Linked DNA regions of Gossypium arboreum: region 2 is linked to region 1. A link is a contact called in public Hi-C data. All regions are on one chromosome and are shown on one strand. Each heading gives the region's core, a stretch centred on a gene start, on an enhancer-like site or on the middle of the called end of the contact. The rest is flanking DNA. Distances are from core to core; before and after follow the strand shown. Region 1 holds the start of LOC108471242. Region 2 overlaps LOC108456877 (protein CASP).

Region 1 (4,336 bases), core at 1,089-3,588:
TGTCTTTCCATAATTATGATTATAAGAAATTGATTGTTACAGAAAATCAGGATAGCTAAAGGTAAGCATGACTAACTTTTCCAGAATATTACCTTCCTTTTTAGTATATTGCATTGATCAGAAAGGTAAGTAAAGCTAAAAACATAAAAAATAAGTTATGCGTTGTCCAAAATGTACCTTCCTCGTTTAATATATTGGGTTGATCAGCCAAAAGTTGGTGAAGGGCACCCAGATCACCAGAACTGCAACATCAAGAAAGATCCATAACCATTACAAATCCATGAATTATAGAATGTAGTAAAAGAAATTCCCTTTTTTTTTTAATCAAGTTTAAATAAATTTAACAAACCAGGAAGCAAGTTAACAAAAAATCATATTTTCACGTGGAAAAAGTATAACTAAGCACAATTATTAGGATAACATCAAAAAATAACATCTCCATATGTCATTGCGTGGATTAAGATTATGAACATTCATTTCATTGTAATCCTACTCATTAAAACTGAAAATGGGCAAATAAAGTCCAATTGCCAACACTATTTAAAATAGGATTCTCTCAAGTAATTGTCATCTAGTTCATCCAAATAAATTCATGTTAGCAATTTTTAGAGATTACATGAGTCAACAAAAGAAGGTTTTCAAGAAAATATTATATTTTATAATGTCAAGGTTCTCATTACAAATTTACAAAAAAAAATAAAAACTTATTACCCTAGTTCCATGAAATAAAGATAGGGAGCTTATTTTCAAGTTCAAGGTGATGTTCGAGGGCTTACATGGGTATTATTCCATGTATTACATGACAAAAAGTAGGCAAGCTAAAGACATAGGCTATAGAAACTAAGTTTAGATGAACGTAAATTTTACTTATCATACTTCTTCAATCTAAAAAACAATCATGTTTTGCGACCACCATATTCTATTGGACTCATTAAGGGTGTCCAATCATTGATGAGGGGTGCAACACAGTGGGAATGAGTTCACCATACCCACCTTATCACCCAAATGCTTTGGCAAGGTGCCCTTGCACCTTACAGGGCTGCAGTTGAACCCATATGGAGCCTTTAGCAAGAAAAAAATAAAATAAAATACAACAATAGGTCAGTTTTATTGACATTTTTTAATTGCAAAAGCAAAATAATGAGTTCTCCTTACTTGGGTTTCAAGGCAAGAGCTGAAAGTGCAGAAACCAATGATGATTTAAGAAGGTACCTAGCAAATACAAAACAATCAGTCATTTAGAATCTTGCTACCTCAGAGTTTGACCAAAAGCCAATCAAAGCAAGTTGTTCAAACCACAGACAGTGAAAAGTGCAATCATGAAAAATCTAGGGAAACATAAATAGGTCCAAACACATTCCTACTTGCAGCATATTGAAAAGAATACATTCTCGGGAAATTTTTGAAAGAGGAAACAGTTAATTACTCGTCGTGATAGATTTCATGGAGAAGTACAAGCCCATCTATGCAATTTGTAAGAGTCGGTTTTACGCCAATTCTATGTTGCAGTTGTTTCTTGTTCATCTGATTAAAGCTACCTTTTGCTAGCTGTTTACCATCATGTTGAACCTTCTCAAGGGAAAGAACAACACCGCGAAAGTCCTCCCTGAAAATCTTTTTAAAACTAAAGTTCAAACCTAAGATTTAGCCTTGTTTGTTTGCCAGCTTCAATCAATCATTCAATGAATTAATCATAGTGTCATTTATATTCTCAAAAAGCAAATAGAAACAGAGACTTAAACACTTACATTGTATTTTTCATGGAAAGTAAAATGGTTTGCAAAGAATCCATCTGCTTTTGCATCACTGCAGCTTCCATTCCTCCAACACAATTTAAACTGGCATAGTTTTTAGAGTTTTGAATAATCTGATCACCAAAACAAAAAAACTGTTTTTTGAAGGAATTAAAATAAATAAACAAAATTTGGAAGAGAGAAACAAAGGGGATAACAGACCTGTAATCTGGAAATAATGGAAGAAGCATTTCGAAAGTGGGAAATTAAGCGAGATTGAAGGTCGTCCCATTTACTCATTTCATCTTTTGCTTTCTTGAATTTCTGCTGATATTTCTTTATCATAGTCTCCATCAATTATCGAGTGAATAATGATGGATATCAGGGTGGCGGCGGCAATCGGCAAAACATTACAAGGACCAGGTGGGTTTTGGAATAAAGAAGAGAAAATGTTTGAATTAAGCGGAAGGGCTGTGACTGCAAAAAGGAAATAAAAAAATCTGAAGCTACCCATGAGTTCTGGGTCTAAAAAAATCTGAAGCTACCCATGAGTTCTGGGTCAAATTCAAAGGTAGAAATGTATCCATGGGCCACTAGTTTTTGTCTTTGGTATTCATAAATATTTTCTTTTATATATTAATAGTCCTTTTTTAGTTTTTTTTTTTTTTCACGATCTTATTTTCGAATTCACATCCTCTTATATTGAAATAACATTTATATCAATTAAGTTAATAATTTAAATTTTTAATAATTGTACGAGTCAGGAACTATTTGAAAAAATATCAATCATTTGATTTGATTATTCAACCATGTGCTTAGTGATGTGTTAAATTTAAATTTGATTTTGATTTTCTCATGTTGTCTATACATTTTAATTATATTAATTGTACCTTCATTTGCTATTTTTCTCTTATCATGCTAATTTGTTTGTGGTATTGCATATTAAATTACGCTAAGGGTTGATTGGAAAGAAAGAGGAAATTGAGAAATAATAGTTTAGGGACTAAATTAAAAGGGAGTGAAATTAGAGGCTTTATGTCTTCATTTGCCCAAGGGCCTAAAAGCCTTCCTAGACCTTTTATATGGCGGCGGCGGTGTTCATATGGGCCTCGAATTGTTGTGAAGCCGATAACTTTGTTGTTTGAAGATTCGAATGAAGTACTACTATTGGGCTACTCTAAGTTCAAGCTTCCCAAAGTTGCAGTCACTATGGAGAACAAAAGCATTGAAAGCGCTTTACTGAACCCGTAGGAATAATACAAGCCTTTAAATAAGACTGTTTTTACATTTTATCATGAGAGGAAGCCATACACAACACTTATTTGCCCAAAATAACCCATCTGGCTATTTTTTTAAAGCCAGTTTCATTGCTTCGCTTAGTGAAAAGACTCATCTGGGAAGGGGACTTTGTAGTCAAATAACAGGTGCCTTTTTTGCAGTCAGAAAAATGGATAACTACAGCAAAAAACGAAGAGTTCTCTCATCTGCTTTATTCCTTCTGCATATTTTTCATGTTCACAAAAACACAACTTGTTAGGTTACCTTTAAATCATTAATTGAATTTTGAACTTATTGGTGCATAGGAGGTGGTGCCATGGGGTAAGCAACAGGGACAATGTAAGGAGGAGGGGAATGAGGATGGTGAGCAGGAGGAAGCATAACAGGAGTTCCTACAGCAGATCCAATATGCCCTGGAGCAGCAGCAATCGGCCGCCCAACAGGCGCTCCGTACATGCCTAAACCCGGCAAATGCGGATGAGCCCTGTGCTTCACTGATTGCCCTATGACCGCTGCACCGGGTGAATTTGTGTTAGCCTGTTGGCCGGTGATAGGCGCTTGATGAGATGTATCCCCATTGTTAACACTCGTGATGTCGTGGATGCTGGACCGCCGCCGGTCTCTATTCATCGAATTTAAGCGTATAAAATACTTTTGTGCATGGCTAGCCACCTGCGTCGGAGTTCTCGATATCACAAAGTTCCTTGAAATGCTTCTCCAATCTCCTTTCCCAAACTTGTCTAAACCAAGTAGAAATAACCTGAATAACACATGTAATGTTGCTTGTCACATTACATATATCTTTATTTTCTATAAGACCCCAAATCCTAGGGCACTCAAGTCTTAATTCGAGTCACGTTCCAATACTTAAGTCAGTATTTAAGAAAAAAAAAGAAAAACAGACAAGAAGTAGTAGAGGGGAATACCTATGCTCTTCTTCAGTCCATGGGATTCCTTTCCTTCTTTCTTGGTCGGACCTCGAACTCTGTTTCCCTCCATGTCCGGTAGAATCAAGGGTTAACCCCGAAAACCCATTTCCGTAACCGGCATTGGATCTCCTATCAGAATTAGGAGCCATGGAAGGTCCATGAAAATGATCCTTAGCAGAAGAGGAAGGTTCTTCTCCTTTATAACGAGGAAGTGGGACATGACCAGCCTCTATTGCAGTAACATCCTCCACTAATAATTCATAGTGAAGCTTCAATTCCTCAAGACTTTTAGTAGGAACCGTTGAAGCAATCTTTTCCCATTGCTCTTCACATTCCTCTTTCTCTATCCAATGCATTGCTATTGCGTTTTCAAATGCCTTCTCTTCTTCCCTGCTC
Region 2 (4,336 bases), core at 1,200-3,699, 390 kb before region 1:
AGCTTCACTGCTTAATCCTGTCTTGCTTCATGTAATTTTTAGCTATTCTTGCCAGCATGAAGTATAATTACCTGGGAACTTGATACCTCAAAGTGTGCGGTTCTGGGAAATTTATTAGATTCTTTCTTAATCTAATAAATTATTCATTTATTATCTTTATCTTTTCCTTTTCTTTCCCTTTCCCTTTTCCATTTTTTGTGCGCATGCGTGGGAACAAGGGGATAATTACTCAGATAAAGGGTCCTCTGTCAAGAAGTCAGATTGTCCAACTTAAACTGAAAAATTAGATGCGTGTACAGAATCTGTGTCAACAACACTTACAGAGTTTCTTCATTTTAAATGTTAGGTTAGGAAAGTATTTAGTGTCATATGTCCTATGTATTCATTGAGTGCAGCATTACCTTTTGAGACTGTTAGGCCACATATGGAGGTATTGTTGAAAGAATCATGTTTCTGACTAGGAACGTTCAGTTTTGCATTGAAATTCTTGATATCATGGATCATAGTAAATATTTATTGACAGGAAATGTTTTGCAAGTGAAGTAACTCAATTTTCACAATGAACTCTGATTTATTATTTCATTTCCTATTATGGAGCAGAACACAGATCAGAAACAAGTTTCCGCAGATCAAGACCAAAGCTCAATGCTGAAGGTGATCTGCAATCAGCGTGATCGATTTAGGGCACGTTTGCGGGAAACTGAAGAAGTATGCCGTCCACCTTTCTGCACATACTTGCATTTTGTTTCAATTTTTATTTAATGGAATTCTTATTATATGCATTAATTTTATGGTTTCTGCAAAATAACGTTGTTGAGTGTTCCATATCTTGTAGGAAATAAGGCAATTAAAGGAGAAGATAGGGGAGCTAACAACAGAACTGGAGAAAACAAAAGCTGATAATGTTAAACTTTATGGAAAGATTCGTTATGTCCAGGATTATAACCAGGAGAAAGTAATTTCTAGAGGATCAAAGAAGGTACTTGTTGCTTTTAGTGCATTTCATGATTCTCGTTAGTGCCTATAGTATCATATCTTGAAGCTGTCTTCTTGTATCTGATCACCTTTCAGTATGCCGAGGATCTTGAAAGTGGTTTCACCTCAGATGTTGAATCCAAGTACAAGAAGATATATGAGGATGATATTAATCCCTTTGCAGCATTCTCAAAAAAGGTTGGTAAACTTGAGCTCCATTCATGAAATATGTAGCTCTGTCAGGTTCACATATATCATGCGATCTAGTTTGGTTTTGAACTTAGGCATGTAGAGTTCCCTTTGTTGTTTGATTCATCACAAATTTACAATATTTTAGAAGAGAAGAAACTGTGGGTGTTCACAGGCTTTTTTTTATTATATGAACTAAATCAGCTTAATTTTCTTAGTTACATATCTTCAAGCATAAATCAGATTTTATATTTGTGCCATACATTCCATCATACATGCAATGAATGATCTGATAATTCTGGTTTCTTTTGGAACAATGCTCAAATATTCTCTCTTTGCAAGTATCAAGACTGATTCAAAATAAGATGTCGATACACACCCTTGTACGTTGCTATGAGACATTTTTTTATCAGGCAAATATAAATGAAGAAGAATTGTCCTTGTAAAGCTTATTTTAGTTGGGAACAAAGTTGAACAGCCAAGAAATGCAAACTCTCAGCTTTTTACCATCCATGCCAACTCATATGAGAACATCAAAATAATCCAGTTAACATTTACATTCATGGAATCTTCGAGTTCAGGTCACATTTTTATTCATGCTGTTTGTTGGGCATAATAGAATAATCAGTTTCATTTATTACATAGGAGAGGGATCAAAGATACAAGGAGCTGGGCTTCAGAGACAGAATCACACTCAGCAGCGGACGTTTTCTTCTGGGAAACAAGTATGGTTTTGTTTCATCATCTATTGCATATACAGTGTATAGTATTCTTTATTTGGCAGGATCTCTTGTCCCATTTCTTGCATTTTTCTTTTCGAGTGTATACACATTTGTAAAGGTGGCAATCACGCTGGTAGATTTGGGGTGTCTAGCATTGTGAGGAGTTTAGGTCTCTGTCTTCTTTCCACTTCATTTTTTTTCTTGAGGATAGTCACTCTTAAGCGGGTGAATATAGGTTTCACGTAGGTTGGGTATGTCTTTAGTAGGCTCAACTTTTTTTCTCGTTTTACTTTGCAAACAGCAAACCGAATGGTAATTGGATCTGGGGTTTGTATCATTTAAGGCAGGATGATTGTGTAAGGTCGTTGACTTCATTCAAATGCTTATTATAGGTCAACTTTGGTCCGAGTGTCGTTCCCTGTCTACAAATGTGCATTTGTAAATGAGCAGAATTTCTATGTGCATGTACCTTTACATTCTTTTGGGTGTTATAGCCCTTGTATATATCAAATAAGAATAGTAGTAGCACATTTTTGTTGGGCCGTGGTTAAATTAATGTGGTCACCATTGTATAAGGGAGTCTGGAGCAATTCTCTCCGTGACGTGTGGACGCAATAATACCTGCTTGCTTAGAAAATTTGTTGATTTGCTAATGAAATACTTGGTTTGTAAGTGCAGGTATGCTCGAACGTTTGCATTTTTCTACACAATTGGTTTGCATATCCTAGTGTTTACTTGTCTATACCGAATGTCCGCTCTAAGCTACCTCAGGTGATAATGTGCCCTAATCATTAATATAACTAAGCCAGATTTCCTTTCAGATTAATCTGACTCCAAGTATTTTTTGTTAATGCAGCCATGGCTCTGAGGAAACTGCCGTCGTTGAGAAAAACTTGTACCGCCCGCGTGGATATTAGTGACATCTACCCTTAGCCATTTCTTCATTTATGGTTTGTTCTTGTGAGAAGAATATGGCATTGAAATTAAATTTACAAACTTAATAAACTGTACATGTAACACAATCATGTTATGTTCAAAATAGCTAATACTATACATCCCTGTCTTTCGATCTTAAGTTTTTGCTCAACTTGATTTTTTACGCCATTCTAATTCTAGTGCACGTATTTTTCTTTTAAAAAAATTGAGATTGTTGTCTTAAAAATGGAGGTGAGGAAATTCGATTTCAAAATTTTTCTTTTTGAGGAAAATGCCAGCTGATAATAATAATAAATTAGGGGGAAATACAAAGTCTTGAAACTCGGAAGAGAGAACGCAAAACAGCAGGTTGAAAAAACAAAACTATCGAAGAAATGAAAAGTCTGGGTAATCAAAGTCGCAAAGCTTCAGCCAAACATTTCCGTTCTTCACTGAGTAGACATTGAATCCAACCATTAGCTAGTTCAAGGCGTGTAACACCATACTTTTTACTTATTTTAATATTGGATTTATTTTTTTCTTCTTATTCGTGAATACTATAAGTGGGTGACCTTCACTGTTCTTTCTTTTCTTTTCTTTTCTGATGAGATTACTTTGGCTTCTTCACTCTAGCTTCTTTTCTTTTTTTCAATTCTTCATATTTTTTTCTTTTTCCTTAACGTTTCTTCTTCATTACTCTACTATTTAAACTTTAAACCCTTCTAGATTGAGGGTGGGTGAGGCAGAGCAGACGCTGCTATTCTGGGGCTGAAGAATCTGACGGCCTGATGGGTGTGGGACTGTGGGGCGTGAGGGTCACGGGTAGATTTAGGACATTAGCTTTTAGTTTTCGAAATTTTAAATTTATTTTCATTTAGTTTTTTCTGCTTTGGTCTCATAGTTGAAAAGAACCAGACTTTTTTTATTATTGGGTCGTTTTTCCAGCTTGACCTAACCCAGGGAGTTCAAAATTTCCAAAAGCCAGTTCGACCTGTTTTTCCTGATACTCGGTTCAAAAGGATTTTTTCTGTTGAACGGACCGGTACTTTTCCGGTTTTTTGTTCGACCGGCCGGTCTGGTTTGGTTTTCACAATATTAGTATTTAGCCTTTAACAAACATGCAACAAACGAGTTCAGATTAGCTAACAATCGCCAAGCTTGTTTTGCTAAGAGAGCAACATTAAGCGTTTATATTTTCATATTTATGAATTGGTTTGATCCTAATTAGAAGTTCTCAACTTTCAAATATGATAGATGTTGTTTCTATATTATTATAATATTTTTATTTGAGTTGGTGTAATAAGTTAATTATAAATTAAATTTGTGAATATTTAAAAGTTATTATTTAATAAACATCTTTACTATAATTAAATTATTGACTAAATTAGTGTCACAAGCAAGATAGCCAGTACTATACCAGTAGATTAATCACTTTTTGTTTGGGTACTAATGTCACGGGCCAGAGTTCAAAGCCCGTGACCATCGAACCGAATGCATCCGATGGAGGTCTATTACTTAGATGGAGATCATTTGGC

What was found. A called contact is a pair of places that touch in the nucleus more often than the background predicts.
Region 2: a contact with region 1 is called in a Hi-C map of leaf, with 3 times the contacts expected there. The contact joins the enhancer-like site here to the promoter of LOC108471242 in region 1. A contact is called at or near these places in 3 of 5 Hi-C or Micro-C datasets (all in leaf).

Annotation. Positions count from the first base shown.
Region 1 is chr9:45,382,463-45,386,798 of ASM2569848v2, reverse strand. LOC108471242 reads right to left here and starts at 2,338. Exons shown (of 7, transcript XR_008270933.1): 1 at 1,956-2,338; 2 at 1,749-1,888; 3 at 1,427-1,624; 4 at 1,156-1,212; 5 at 994-1,062; 6 at 178-242. LOC108472670 (transcription factor MYBS1) reads right to left here. Exons shown (of 2, transcript XM_017774223.2): 1 at 3,938-4,336; 2 at 2,946-3,771. The coding sequence ends at 3,303.
Region 2 is chr9:45,772,699-45,777,034 of ASM2569848v2, reverse strand. It overlaps LOC108456877 (protein CASP), which reads left to right. Exons shown (of 19, transcript XM_017755607.2): 14 at 601-708; 15 at 836-979; 16 at 1,072-1,173; 17 at 1,810-1,889; 18 at 2,565-2,657; 19 at 2,743-2,961. The coding sequence ends at 2,803. Among protein-coding and RNA genes, the nearest start is that of LOC108456877, 16 kb to the left of the region's middle. Within about 2 kb of position 2,449, at least 2 of the 2 cell types and tissues checked have an H3K27ac peak or open chromatin away from gene starts, as enhancers often do. A contact at or near this core is called in leaf, where this site is marked.